Linked DNA regions of Mus musculus: region 1 is linked to region 2. The links are chromatin contacts, called in public Hi-C maps. All regions are on one chromosome and are shown on one strand. The core of a region is the stretch at or near the end of the contact, and the rest is flanking DNA. Distances in the headings are between cores, read along the strand shown.

Evidence for each region. A called contact is a pair of places that touch in the nucleus more often than the background predicts.
Region 1: a contact with region 2 is called in a Hi-C map of B cells, with 1.7 times the contacts expected there. The contact joins two enhancer-like sites. A contact is called at or near these places in 1 of 15 datasets of contacts at CTCF or cohesin (pro-B cells) and 1 of 484 Hi-C or Micro-C datasets (B cells).

The regions. Positions count from the first base shown.
Region 1 is chr12:79,837,450-79,844,940 of GRCm38.p6, reverse strand. It overlaps a transcript of Rad51b not described here. Among named protein-coding and RNA genes, the nearest start is that of Gm3596, 9.3 kb to the right of the region's middle. Within about 2 kb of position 3,445, at least 72 of the 459 cell types and tissues checked have an H3K27ac peak or open chromatin away from gene starts, as enhancers often do. A contact at or near this core is called in B cells and pro-B cells, where this site is marked.
Region 2 is chr12:79,434,957-79,442,628 of GRCm38.p6, reverse strand. All of the region lies in intron 7 of Rad51b (RAD51 paralog B), which reads right to left. Among named protein-coding and RNA genes, the nearest start is that of Rad51b, 140 kb to the right of the region's middle. Within about 2 kb of position 5,473, at least 55 of the 459 cell types and tissues checked have an H3K27ac peak or open chromatin away from gene starts, as enhancers often do. A contact at or near this core is called in B cells and pro-B cells, where this site is marked.

The DNA.
Region 1 (7,491 bases), core at 2,196-4,695, 400 kb before region 2:
CACCACGGAGAGTGACAGAGAAGGACTGAGGAAGCCCTCATTACCATAAACTGATGCTTCCTAGCAGATCAGGGCAGAACCAGGGAAATGACCCCATTAGCATATCTGAATCCCTCCATTTTGGGACTCTGTGCTTAGACACAGCCTTACACAGGGTAAACCCTGTGTAAGGTTAAATGCCTTTAGCATGAGGAGAATGTACAGCACCAGCTCCACCTTCTGCCTCCTTGTGAGCATCGGGGCCTTCCCTAGTACCTGCCCTTCTGACAGGGCCAAGGGTCACGGTGAGGTCTTCAAGGTTATTTTGTCTGGACATGGTTCCAGAGCATGTTTTACTGAACCGAGTGTCCAGGAGACGATTGCCATGGCTTCCTCTAGTCCAGATAGAGAGGAAAAGAGGCGGAACTGGAGACCTAAGTAGGCATTTGGGACACCTGATTTAACAAGGCCCAGAGCTATGCTAAAACAGTGAGGGCATTGTGCACAACTGGTAATGCTGTCGTGGTCCCTGCACAGAAGGCAGTGCACCATGGTTAAATAGGGGTCACCATGTGTGCACTATGAACTGGGCACGGCTTGAATGAGCACAACAGCAAGACAGATCCGAAGAGGTCACACGCCAATGAGTTTGTTCACAGAATGAGTGCAGTGTCTCACCCCATTGAGGTGGTCAGCCCCTGTCCTATGTCCCTGTTACATTTGGCCAAACTCCCCTACTTACTCACTGTGGGCTACCAGGCTGAGGATCTTGAACCTCCCTTCCCCCCCTTCCCCCCAAACACACACACACAGAACTAGGCATGTAAGCCAAACTCTTCTTCCCTTCTGTGCTACCAAACAAAGCAAAACTAGGATGAAACCGAGAAAAAGCCCACAGATGCTTCCTGGGCTCGGGCAGACAAACTTCAACTCTGAACAGAAGGAGCCAGACCATTGGAAAGCACATAAACACATCCAGGAATGGCGCAAGCTCTCATGAAGGGCAGACTGGGCGCTAGGTTGGCTCTCGAGCAATGAAGAAGACACGGTTGTTAAAAAGAAGGGGGGGGAGTGAGCTGGGGAAGGGTCTCGGAGCCGAGCTCCAGCACAGGCACCACCAGAAAACAAGCTTCCCCACCAGGGCACAGATGGGTGGGAATTGGAGATTCATGTTGAAAATTGATTTCATGTGTCCTTCAAAAGAAACAAGACAGGGACCTCCCTTCATACTTTCCTGCCCTGCTGAGTAGCCCTGTCCTCTCGCCGAAGCCTGGAGTTTGTGCTATCAGCTGCATTTTGTGTCCTGTATAAACACAGGGCTGGTAATTAGCACCGGAAATACGCTTTGTGAGCACAAGCCTGTGGTATGGGGAGCTGCCAGGCTTCTCTACCTGAAAATATTCACAGGATCTCAAACCATTTTTTTCCCCAGCATTTTCCCTGCCCACTTGAGTAAGGGCACTGCCATGCATGTTATATACAAACATACACACACACACACACACACACACACACACATGGAGAAAAGTTCCCTGGTTCCCACCTTCCATCACAGACAGAGACAACTGCCTTAACCAGGAAACACATCCTTCTCCCCAGAACTTCCTTCCCTTAGTTTCCATATGCCTGCTATTATGCGTGTGCACGTGCACAGGCGAGTGTGCACACACTTTCCCCTTCTCGTCAGACACGTGGAAATCCCTTCCCCCACCAGCCATTGAGCATACCCCACCCCCCTAGTGCAAAGGAACTCCCACAGGAGTCAGAGATGTTTATGTTCCCATGTGTGTGCGCGCGCACATGCTCACAAGGTCTATATTCCAACTGGCTCTGGTCTCAGATTGTTTGCCATTGTTTTGCGCTGGCCTCTACCAGGGTCTGCCTGCAGAAGAAGACAGGAAAGGTTTGTCACCGTGGTTTGTAGCACGTCCCTTGAGTCTAAGGTTTTTTGAAGGATTTTGAAGAAGATGGTTGTTTGAGGTGTGAATGGGCTCAGGGTTACGGGCAGCTATGGGGTGCCCTACCCCATCTCCCTAGGTGCACGAGCTCTCTGGCTGTTTGGAGGATTTCTTTATTGTGCCTGTTGGAGATCAGGCTGGAAGGACAGAGGTTCAGCTCAAGGAGCTCTGGATTCAGATGCTTTATGGCTTCTTTGTGTTCTAGTTGGTATAGGTCCAGACTTCTTGGAGAAAACTATCTTCTAAAAGTGTGGGTGTGGGCAGGCACCAGCCAAACAAACAAGGATGGATTTGGGTAGAAATGGAAAGAGTTAACAATGGGCTCTGAATGACAACTGCCACCCTGGGAAATTGGACCCACCAGAGAAAAACGGATACACAGAGAACTCCCAGCCCCGCCCCCAATACCGCAGATACTGTGCAGGCGGTTTCCAGTCACATAAGATTTAAGTCCCAGGTCCTGATCAACCGAATGTGTCCAAGTTCTTGCTGTATGGATTTGGACAAGAGCTAACAGCTGTGTTGTACTATACACAGTGCGGCTTGCTCACAGTGCAGGGGCAGGCTGCTGACAGATTCTTCCGTACACACTGCTGAGCTGTGGCAAGGGCTGGCTGGAAGTCTGTGGACTCTGCCCATACATAGCCTTTGCTTATAAATTTCTCCCTACTTCCCACCCCAGCAGAGGTCAAAGAAACTCTTGCAAAAAAAAAAAAAATGTAGTGTGCAAGATTGGTAAGAGCAGAGTCAGGAAGTGTGTGTGTGTGTGTGTGTGCATATTTGTATGTCTGTATGTGTCTGTTACCTGTCTCTATCTCTGTGTGTCCATGTCTCTCCATATATCTGTGTGTCTGTCTGTCTCTCTTTCTTGTGAGTATGTGAGTGTGAGTGTGTGTGTATGTGTGTGTGTGTGTAGGGGCGTTCCATGCTGATCCTTCCCTTATATATTAAGAATCTCTGGGGTCCCTTGGCCCTGGTTTGAAAACCATGACTACAGAGAAGATACTTTCTTGGGTACTGGACTTCAGTGACAAGGGCTGCTAGAGACTTTCATGGCAGATGGCATTTTGCATTCTCTTGGCTCAGGTTCTGCTCATGTTAGATGCAGCACAGGGTTGTATCTTAAGTATGTGGCCCCACCCCCTGGCCTTCCATAGGAAATCTGCAGCTCACCAATGGGGAATAACTATAGAAATCTAGAGAGGGCTGAGAAACAAAACTGAATGCCCATTAGGGAGCACCACCACTATCAGAACCATTAAAATATATTCTGTGTGTATGTGTGTGTGTGTCTGTCTGTCTCCTTCCTCTTCTCCTCTCTTACTCTCCCTCCCTCTTCCCTCCCTCCCTCCCTCCCTCCCTCCCTCCCTCCCTCCCTCCCTCCTCCCTCCCTCCTCCCTCCCTAGCTCCCAGCAGGAAATGACATAATTGAAATCAAACCAGAAACTAGCAAAATAGTGTTTCAGTTCCCTTTTCCATCTCTGTAGCAGCCTTAGCCTCCACATCCCAGGGTCATATGATGGACAGCGGCCAGGTTCCTCTGGCTTCCATCAGCAGAGGATCTTGTTGTCCAGTGTAGCTTTATGTAAAATGAGGGACCCAACCTGGGCCTCAGCACTGGTGTGAGAAAGCACACAGAGGAACATGCCCAAGTTAAAGAATACACACGTGGGCACATATACTGTGTGCAGTCAACATGCGAAGATAATTGCTCACTTCTGCCCACATTCATGTGGGTGTCTTCTGACACCCCATGTCCTGAAATGTCTCAACCAAAGACTTTGGTCTCCTATGCTGGAGATAGCATCCAAATGGATGTGCAGAACAAGGCTGTGCTTCCAGGTCCAGCTCTGGATTCTGCCTGCCTTGAGGAGAATTGCCAAAGCTTTTGGTACTGGAATGTGTCCATGCCTAAAATCAGGGGTATTGTTAACGTGGCCCAGAGACTTCAGAAGGGCCGGGATGAAGATGTAATTAGAGCCTATGAAGGCTTTCCACTTCCTGGATAAAAGGCAAGGCTGTGTGGCATTTTACTATCTACCTACCCTGGCTTTTATATTGCTCCACCTCCTCTGTCTTCCTTTTGGGGGGTCTGCATAAATTTTACTGGGTATTCATTTCAAAATAGACCTATTTCTACCTTAGGGCACAATTTCATTTGCTGTCTTAGAGAATTTCTTTCTAGAACCTTGATAGTCCTGAAAGGTCTACCCCCACCACATGCAAAGAACAACCCACCTCCCCCACCCTGTGGAAGAAGAGGCCTGGGTGTGATAAGTCACTCCCATTGGTGACACTTGATTTTGTCACGCTGCTTGAGCTCAGTCTATAGTGCCACGTGTGTTGCTGGAGAATCTTGTCACCTCAAATGTTCTGTCACCTGTTGTAAAAGGAAGATGACCTCACTCACCTCACCAGGTCAAGTGACATAAAGAGCCAAATTTAGCGAGTAGCGGTGGTTTCTGGCTGCTCTCTCTTTACCATCTGGCGCAGAGGAATAGGGGTGAAAAGACCCTTTTGCTCCTCCTCCTGGAAGCCCTCTGTCTAGCCTCGAACCCATTTTGATAGCAATACCACCACTTGGTTGAGTCTAGGCTGTTCTCATCTCAGTTTCTCCCAAATACTCAGCCCATCACTCCCAGTGCCTTCTCCTCCTCCATGTAGCAATTCCAGGGCCCCCAAGTCATATCCCCATTCTACCCTCCCTTCAAGCCCAGTCCCAAGAGTGAGAAAGCAAAGAGCTCTTGTATTCTTTTGAGCAGGAGAAAGTCCGTTGAAAGTGGCTTTGCTTTGTTGTGCCCACTTCAGAAAAAGATCAAACTGCAGGCTCCACGAAGAAGAAGGGAGGCTTCAGGCAGGAGGAGGAGGGGCAAGCCTAAGCAGGGGGTACAGAGGCTCTCACAGAGCCTGAGGGGACAAGATCCTTACAACTAACCAATATATGGCCTGCTCACAGATGGTCTCATTACCCCAAACCAGCCTAGACAATACAGCTAGAACGTTTCCCAGCAGATAGATAGGCAACCATCTAGTCTGAGGAACTGAGTTAGCAGTATCTACATAGGACCCCTTCCCTTCCTGAGAGTTCTTGCCTTTCAGGTTCCCAGGGAGGAGCACAGAGCACATGCAAGGAAGCCCTTGAATAGGCACTGCTTCAATTCAAGCCTTGGATGCTTAGGAGGGGCCTCGGCATCCCACAAATCCCCCAGTGCACAAAGCTTTGAGGCCAAGTGTTCAGTCTGTTTGTTCTTTGAAACAGGCCCTGGAAGCCAGGAGTTATTTGTTTCCGAAAGGTAGGCGCGCATCAGGTGGGTGGTCGCTGCACTTTCTGTGCTTTGATTCCTGCCTTTCTTTTCAGGACCACTGAGGGGTTTATTTTCCTTCTCGCAGCAGTGCTCCGGGGCTCTGCTGTACACTGTATCTGTGTTGGGTTTTCCCACAGGCCCCTGCAAAAGCAGTCCACTTGCTTTCAGAAGGCCCTGGGCGGCCCCGTGAGGGGGGAGCTGGTTGCAGCTGTATGCCCCTCCTTTCTGCAGCAGGCTTTGATCAGGGTTTTTTTTTGGGGGGGGGGGGAGTGATGGGGGTGTGGGCTGGTGCAGCCTGACCTCCCATCTCCAACATCTCCCAGGTAGAAAGTTCTGTTCAGCCTGTCTGTGGCTTCAAAGGCCCTGCCCCTCCGGGCTGGGACAAGTCTGATAATGGTTCCCATTTTTTGTTGCTGTGTGATCTTCCAGCAGCCCTATCTTTCAGTCGACAGGATCCTGCTTGTTTGGTTGGGCTGCTCCAGCCAAATTGAAATCACCTTTCTGGTTGAGGAAGCACATTGATGTCTGTCTTCTCCCATTGAGACCCCTTTGATGGCTCAGACATGGCCTTCTAGCTCAGACAAAGGTGACCCGGGCCATGGCAGCCAGACACCTGTCCAGTCAGAGCCCGAGCCTTGAACAGGGTGGACATCTGCTTGAGTCTGCAATTCAAGAAGAACACTCCATTTGGCACTTGTGTCCTCGGGAGCACACAGCTTAAGGAAAGCCAAGGCTTTCTGCTCTACTTCCTCGAAGAAATCCAGCCATGGTGGCTGAGGCGGCATCCTGTTCTCCATGCTTGAACTTGAACCTGGGACACAGCCCAGATCCCTAAAGTTGACTACAGTTCCCAGGAACTTGAGCTGCTCTGAGTTGAGAAGCAGGCAGCCAGCCAGTGTTAGGCAGGATGTCCCTTCCTAACAGTTGTGGCCTTACAGGTTCAGTTCTCAGCCCTGGGGCATGAACAACAAGTAATGGGGCCCCTCCAAAATCTATTTCTAGCTCCTACCCCAAACAGTTTCATCTGTCAGTCCCCAGGGTTGAGTCAAAGGACAAGGGCTGAGCCACCAGTGTGCTGCTGTTGGTCTGGAGAGGGGTTGCGGCTTCCCTGGAAGGCTGGCTGACTGCTCCTCTGGGGCAGGTGGGGTTAGGCTGCACATTGCCCTTTGGTTTCCTCACATTTAAAATGAGGGTGGCCAAGGGCAATAGGAGAGCATCCTCCTTCCTCAGTCTGATAGCACAGGGCTCTTCCTTTTGACTGTACTCAAAACAACCAGGGCAGAACAATGAACACAGGAGGAGGCCCAAGGGAATTTATCATGTGGCTGTCCCGTGGCAGTTCCCTCTCTGCCTTTATCTCCTACAGAGGTCTGTGTGGGAGGAAATTCTGGCAGGCTGCATTTGTCTCCCTGGAGTGGAGAGAAGCTGCAATGTTGGCCTCGCCCCAGCCTCAGCCATAGCAAGGAGACCTGAGCCGTCTCCCAAGACTCTGAAGATGTGCCCACCAGAGTGCAAACCTGCAAAGAAGAGACTCCAAAGAGTGTCAGTGTGCCCAGACCAGCCCAGGTCCTCCTCTCTGCTCCTGTCACTGCGTGACAGCTTTGTAGACACTTGTCCTCTGTTGTTGGAAAAGCAGGGGGCAGACACAGCAGTGAACACAAAAATTTCTCACACCAGGGAGGTCACTTGCCTAGAGAATTCATCCTTTTCCCCAGATGCCTGGGAAAAGAGAAAGGACCTCCGAGCCTTGCGGCGATGAGGAAGTTAGCCAGTTCCAGTTGCTCCCTGTGAAAGTAGATGTTTTGCAGCATCTGATCAGGCCATCTCATCTCAGCACTGATTCATTTATTTGTATAGTGGGGGGTATACGCATGCAAGTAGGTACACATGTGTGTACAGGTGTATGTGCAGACTTCATGAATATGTAGAGGGCACAGGAGGAAGTCAGTTCTCCTACTATGGTGCTCTCTGCCTTATTACTGTGAGTCAGTCTCTTGTTGACCCTGGAGTTTGCAGCGTTTTGGCCAGACTAATGGCTAGCAAGCCAATGATCTTCCTGTCTCTGACCATCCCTAGTCCTGGAGTGAGAGGTATATGTGGCTTTTAACATGGCTGTTGGTGATCTAAACTCAGGTCCTCATGCTTGCAGAGCAAGTGCTATTACCCACTGAGCTATCACCTCAGCCTCCCATCTCGGCATTCTTAATTTCATTCAGTCCATATGCAAAATCCTCCCTGCCAAGGGGAAA
Region 2 (7,672 bases), core at 4,224-6,723:
AAACATAATAGTTCATGCCTCTAAATCTCAGTATTCAGGAGGCCGAGGCAGGAGGATTACAAGTTTAAGATTAGTGTGGGCTACACAGCAATGTCTTAAAAGACACATACACCTCTTGTTTAGTCCCACTGGTTTTCATACACACGTTTCCCTATGAGAGCCAGGGACGGTGAGTAGAATCCCAGCCCCTGAGGTGTAGGTTAGGAGGGTTACAAGTCTGAGGTCTGCTGAGCTACACGAGAGACAAGACTCTGTCTCAAAGCGGGGTGGGGGAAGAAAGAAAAAGAAAACTGAAAGTGATTTGGTTGACAAAAATCTAAAAGGAAATACTATTTTTAAGTTGAAAAGATAGTGGGTTTTCTTTGCATCATTTACTGATTTTAGAACAATGAATACAGCAACCACCAGTGACTCTACTCAATGAGAAAAGAACGCAGAGCACATCTGAGAGACTCTGAAAGGCCCTCGAGATTACACGGACAGTATATTCAGACTTCCTTCTCAAGTGGTTTTAAACGTGTTTGACATGTTTTATGTGTTGGATGAAAAATTTAAGGCTGCCCAACTTTTATAGCATGATTTTGATTTCAAGTCCCATCTCCTATATCCAAACTAATTTGTAAAACTTTTCAGGAAGTTATACACAACTTTAAACTTCATTAAAGCTGCAAGCGTATGTTTAAACGTCAGCGAATGGCATTGAAAGCATGTTTACTGAAGTTTCCATAAACACACTCTAGAACTCAGAAAGGCAGGTCTGCTGATTATGTTGGAAGAGTCAAAGGTCACCAATGATGGCTTACATCTTCTCTTGAAAGCCCTCCTCTTTCTTCCTCTGCTGTCTTTTAAAGAGTCATCTTATCTCTTGTGCTGTAAAATAAGTTTAAACAGTTCCCACCCAGATCTAGGGCCATTCAGTGTTCGTGGTTTTGAGCCTGCCCCACTCAAATTAATCAATATTTCCTCAGCAAACACTGGGATTTAGTACTGAGCTGAAAGGAAAATAAGAAAAGGCTTTGTTAATTGAAAGAAACGACAACCCTGGAAGCCACTTGGGTAATATTTTAAAGGCACTTTTGTAAGTCATTGAAGGTAGTCTCCAGCTCATATGCAGTCCTCTTCCACACAAGTCAAAGCTGATCTACAGGATCACCAGGGTCTGGTCAGAGTGATGGTGTGTAGCTTCCAAGATCTCTCGGCGTTTCGAGACTTCAGAGCCAGTGCCAGCATTGAGCAACAACATGACGCCATGACCCTCTATCTGCAGGGTTTTTAAGTCGTGGATGACCACAATACTTCACCTCACAACTCAGCAAAGACACAACCCCAGAAACACCTGACCAGAAACGTTAAGGCTCCTGAGTACTGACATCCTGTTTATTTAACATGTGAGATCACTCAAACGAGGGCCAAAAATCAAATCCTTCATTTTTAAAGATTCCTATATCTAGTGTAGCTTACTGATTTTTGGCTGTATTACATGTCTTCTCTTGATTAAATGATTCTGGGGATGAGAGAGTATTTACTTGTTTATTTACAAAAGAATGAGTGTTGGAGAAACCTGATAATTCTTGCTGATCTGCAGATAAATAGCATTAGTTTAAATTGTTTACTATTTACATTTTGGGAAAAATTCTTTAACCTTAAAGGCAAAATTGTCCTTAAAAGAGGATAAAATGTTTATGTATTCATATTTACTGTACTGGATATTTGACAAGAGTTTGATTTTGTTTTGTTTTGTTTTGTTTTGTTTTTTTAAACTGGGATTGAACCTAGGGCTCTACCACCAAGCTACATCTCAGCTGCAACCCCCCAACCCTCCCTTCCCCAACTTATTTTTATGTTGAGACAAGACTGTACTAAGGAGTCTTGAACTCAGAGTAGCCCAGGAAAGCTCTGAACTTGTGGTGCTCCTATCTCAGCCTCTCCAAGCTGGGGTTACAGATCTGAATCACCAATTGTGTTTTTAACATTAAGTATGAAGACGATATTACAGATCACTTAAGCCGGTGCCTCCATATGCAGAACAGCTCTTCTCACTTGACAGGAACATCTGTTCTTTCCTAACTTGTTGAGTTTAGAGGAATTTTAATAATTTACTGTTCTCACTGAGACCCGACCAATTCTCCTAATTTCTTGTAATGTATTTGGGGGTGGGGATAAGCTCAAGATTGGTGCTCGGTGTGGGAGTGTCACCTTTCCATGGTGTCCTGCACAGTGGAGCACTATTATTTTATAAAGAAGAATTGGAAAAAAGAAACCTCCCATGGATTTATAGGAAATAATTTAAAGATACATTATCAAGTAAAATCTCAGACTAACACTCTGTGTAAAGACGAAGACAAAAATCAAGGATATGCTCACATAAATCTAGACACCATGAGGAGAAACAAGCACAGGAAGGGTAAAAGCGAAACTGAAGTTACAGGGATGAAACAGCAAAGAAGGGAGCTGGCCCTTCTCTGGGTACATTTCTTTGCACAGACACTTTGATGTTTTACACACATGCGCCCCCACATACGATTATCAGAAGATGGGAGTTAAAGTGTAAAATTGAAATCTAAATGGAACCGAATGAGTCAAGTTTTCACTTCAAATAACAAAACCATGCTGGAAGCAGCAGAAGGCAAGCAGAGACTAAACACTAACCCGATTATCACTTTATAAAATTACATGCGTTATTACTGTGTGGCCATGACGCAAATGTATACATGTGCGTGCCATAGCGCCATGTGAAGGCAGAGGGTCTGGAGACCTCAGCTGGACCAGTGAAACCTCTATCCACCCTGGTGTCTCTCGCACTCCCATAAGGCCAGCTCAAAGTCTAACAGCTAGCACGTGTCCAGGTGACTGAATCCAAACCGACTTCTGTCTTATAAGTTCTAGGTAGGTCTAACTCAAGCCTCTATTAAATACCTAATGAATGCTGTGATTAGCGTTACTATCTAAATATTATAACACTCACTTCCTCCCTTGTATGCTTGTATCTAGGCACTGGAGGGCTGAACGCTAGACAAATATTTCCCTATCACTTTCAAAGCAGCCTTTACACTGATTAAAATGTGCTGACATGCTAAACACATTTTTTACATAATGGTTTTACATAATGGTTCAGTTGAAAATATTCCATTCCTCAAGAAGATGGTTCTTTTCTTTCTTTCTTTTTTTTTTTTTTTTTTTTTTTTTTTTGGTGTTTTTGAGACAGGGTTTCTCTGTGTAGCCCTGGCTGTCCTGGAACTCACTTTGTAGACCAGGCTAGCCTCGAACTCAGAAATCCGCCTGCCTCTGCCTCCCGAGTGCTGGGATTAAAGGCATGCACCACCACCGCCCGGCTGGTTCTTTTCTTTTCCCCCTTTAATATTAAACCTCAAAAACTCGTAAAAATGTCTAGCTTTCTCTCTGGCACTTAAGACTCCCTTACAGAGTGAAACACAAGCTCAGGACTTTGTAATGCCCGTCTCACCCTGACAGGAGATGATATTTGTAAGATACTTAATGGAACACTCCAATTACTTGAACTGAGATCCAAAAATGCTAGAAAAACTTAGCAGGAAAAGAAAGTTCATTTAGCATTATTTCAACTGCATTGTATTTACATGGATAAATATTAGAAAGAGGGCCTTCAAGATAGTTCAATGGGGAAAGGTCCTTGTGGCCAGATGACCTCAATCACCCGAAACCATATAGCAGAATAAAGTACCAACTCTGCAAGTAGTCCTTTAACCTACATACACAAGCTACACATACAAACACACGCATGCACGCGAGCGCGCGCGCGCACACACACACACACACACACACACACACACAGAATGAATGAATGATGAATGAATGAACAAATGAAACAACATTTTATTTTAAACATTAGAAATAAATACACCAAGAGAAGAATGGCTCTTCCAGGTCCCTGCCTGAGAGAGTCGCCAAGGATGCAGAGAGGCCTTGCCCATCTAGGTACCTTGGTGAAAGCCCATCAGTGAAACAGCCAGTCCGGCACAGACCCTGGTTTTTACTGTAAGTAAACACATTCGGGTAGAGGTTTAACCAGTGGAGTCAGAGGTGGTATCAATAGACTCCAAGACCTATGTGGATCAGGCCAATGGGAGTTGAGTATGTGTCCTATGTCCCCGTGGATGAGCAGTAGCAGCTGTGCCATCTTCACATGAGCATAGCCACCCTAGTGCCATATCAGGGTTTGAGTGAGGTGTTTGTTGGTTTGAAATGTTGGCTTCCAGTGGGCTCCAAATCAACCATCAGCCTGTTCCTAGGGAAGCCGCACCAAGTCAGACCACAGTCCTTCTGGTGCTCTGTAGAGCAGTGCTAGGGCAACTAACAGCTAAACTCTAACCAGAGCTGTATCCTGACAGCCTCACAGCACAGTGTAGAGGACAAAAAAGCCACCACTTTGGGTTCCAGGATGTGGGCAACACAGGCTCACCTCTGTCCGTGCCACCACCCCACACTCTGCTGTTGTGAGCCTAAACTTCTTCATGCTTTCCTAGGTCCCAGGAGCCCCTTTCCTGAGTATGTGTTTATCATAATCACCTTTTAAACATAGTAAAAATTCCTATTTTTCTATATATGCACAGAGCCCCTAAGTCTGAAAATTTGATCAATAACACAAATTAGAAAGAAAAGAGCACTTATTGACCTCGTAAATTGTAGTTACATATTTACATGTGCATATTCAAGTAGCAAAAATAGAGAGAACAGAGGGAATGAAGTGCCATGGGAGTCAGCACTCACCTTGGGAACAGGTAGTTGTTCTTTGTTTTTCCTTATTCTTTTCAAGTTTCCCACCATGCAAATGACTTTCTTTAATAATCACTATTTGCATAACTGATTTTTTTTCAAGACTTTACACATAAGAGGAGCCAGTGGGGGCATTTCCTGCCCTGGCAAGTATAGACTGACAGAACTTTCTCTCTTTGAAGCCGTGGCTCCCTCAAGGACGAGACTATAGCTCTTCCGGGGAATCTTATTTTCCTTCTCTAATACTTGGTCCTTCTACTTCTGCAAAAGTTGCCCAATTGCTACTCTTTAGTGTCTTAGAGAATGATCATGTATACTGCACACACAGACACAAGTAGACTTTAGGTTTACTTCTAAATACAGCCTTCATTTATGTAGCTAGATGTTTTAATAATCTCCTGTGCTGAGTATGAGATGTGAAATGTCTTTTAATACTGTGGGTAAGTAGAAAAATTTACTTACACACACACATACAGAGAGAGAGAGACAGAGACAGAGACAGAGGCAGAGAGAGACAAAGAGACAGACAGATGGACAGAAAGAGACACAGAGAAACAGAGACAAAAAGAAATAGGAAAAAGGAAATGAAAGAGATACGATAACACTATTAATCCTTGAATCCTTTTCGTCAAAAAGTTGCAATGCACTTAGTATAAATGCTGTGCTTAAGCAGTGCCTTGGTGTCATGTCACCCTGCTCACTGGGAAGTTGCAATACTTAGGCTCATTTTAAAACTGAAAACCACAGAATGTATCCAGGTCTGATTCACTGACAAGTATCAATAGTACCATTTTTATACTGAAAACCACAGAAAGTGTACAGATGGTTTTAAACGTTTTTTGGAGCAATGCTCTAAAGAGCAACATGATAAACCAGCGTTTCCCCAGAATCTTTCCTCATGCTGAGATGTGTGAGCTGAAATTCCCACAGGGCACCTTTAGGGCTAGTTGAGGCACCCCCTGGGGCATCACCAAGGAAAGAAAACAGGAAAGCCCGCTTCCGGACTTCAAGAAAGAAAGAACCCATTTATATATTTCTGAAACTCATCATTTTTCTAAGTGTTATGAATAAAATATATTGTCACCCTGACAGTTTGTCTGTCTTCCTCTTGTTTCTCCAAGTCCATGTAACACAAGGCCTGTCCCCATGTCATTAGTATTTACTGTAGAGGAGCAATAAATACATTACTGATGTATTTTCAAATATTTACTCATGAGAAGGCTCTACTTCTTGACTGTAATTTAAAAGGCAGGTGAGCAGACCGCTTCAGAATGCACAAGTCAATATGAAAAACTACATGTAACGTTCCTGACTTCCCCAGTCTTCTTTAGTTTTAGCTTCCTACAAAGGTAATGGTCTTTGGCATAAAGTAGTATTCAATACTGGATTGTATATTAAAGATACAGAACACTGGAGAATTAACTGAAGCAAAAGCAGAAATGAATTAATCAAGCCCGCCTATGGAAAAGGCGCTGTGGCAGAGGTGAAGCTCAGGACAAAAGCTGTGCTTAAAATGTCGCTGAGCTTCCCAACAGCGAGCGGGAGCCCAAGCTTTAGGGCTGCTTCACAGCCTAACAACCCATTCAGCGTTTTAAAATTTGACTCATTGATCCACCCTCGCCTTTCAACTTCACCAAGCCGCACCCACTGCAATAGATGACAACTGAACACATAAATTGCAACAGTGTCCCCACTAGTGATCAATATGCCCTAATTAAGTTATAATAACTGATAAGAAAAAGAGAAAGAAAGAAAGAAAGAAAGAAAGAAAGAAAGAAAGAAAGAAAGAAAGAAAGGAAGGAAGAAAGAAAGGAAGAAAGAAAGGAAGAAAGACAGACATAGGTTAGGGAAAGAAAGAAGAGAGGTAGGTTATCATTATTTACTGACTTATCTGTTTTAATCTAACCAGGACAAAAGTTTAAAAAGAAAACCATGGATTTTTTTTTTTTTTGTATGCCAAAATCAAATACATGTGAATGTAAAAACAGACCTAAGCCAGCATGACTGTCAATCACCTCTGTTCTGACCAGCTAAATCAGAGATAAGATGAAGGACTTGAATCAGACTCTGTCTTTGGGGCATTTCAAGCAGTCTGAAGAACACATTGACTGACATAAAGAAGAAAATTCTCATGGGGACCCAGATAGGTTCATGGAGTGACGTGAACAGACTGTACCACCCTCTCTGGAACTGAACAATTCAGGGCTACGATTGCCCAATACTTCTGGCTGGTTAGTTTCAAAATAATCCCATCAATTTGCTCAAAATTCTTCCCCTGCTGGAGGCACAAGCTGAACTGTTTGCTGGAGGCTGCTGGCATTGCTTCCCCCCGGATTACAAATGAAGGAATCTGCAGGTGGGGAAAAACAACAACAACAACAACAACAACAAAATAACCAGCCCTTCGCATGCTCCCTTGCAATCTGAGAGGCAGTAACAAGTTAGGCGCCATATTTCACCACAGCTTTTTTCCCCTATCCTTTAAAAGCTTATGGTTTAATCCTCATTCATGAAGTCGCACGTGCTTCTCCCTTTCCTACCAACTGTAATGGGAGTCACCTGTGACACTTAACCTCGGAGCATTGTTGGGGCTCCGTCATCTCCGAGCTTCTCATGTCACAAACCCTTATGTTTACACACACACACACACTCTCTCTCTCTTCTTATTTATTTCTCTAGAAGAAGCTTGCTCTAGATTTAGCTGTTGAAAACCCATTTGAACACGAACTTTAAAACTAACTATTGGCCCAGGGTTGCATATTAATCATGCAGCTCAGAGACCAAAGGGTCTGGCCTGCCTTTGTGCTGCTCCCATGATGGGTTTGGGGATCACTCCATAACTAGATAACTCCCAAATCTTACAGAAAGAACGTGAGGCCCGAATCTCTCCATATTAGAATGAGGGGGCATCAACAACTAT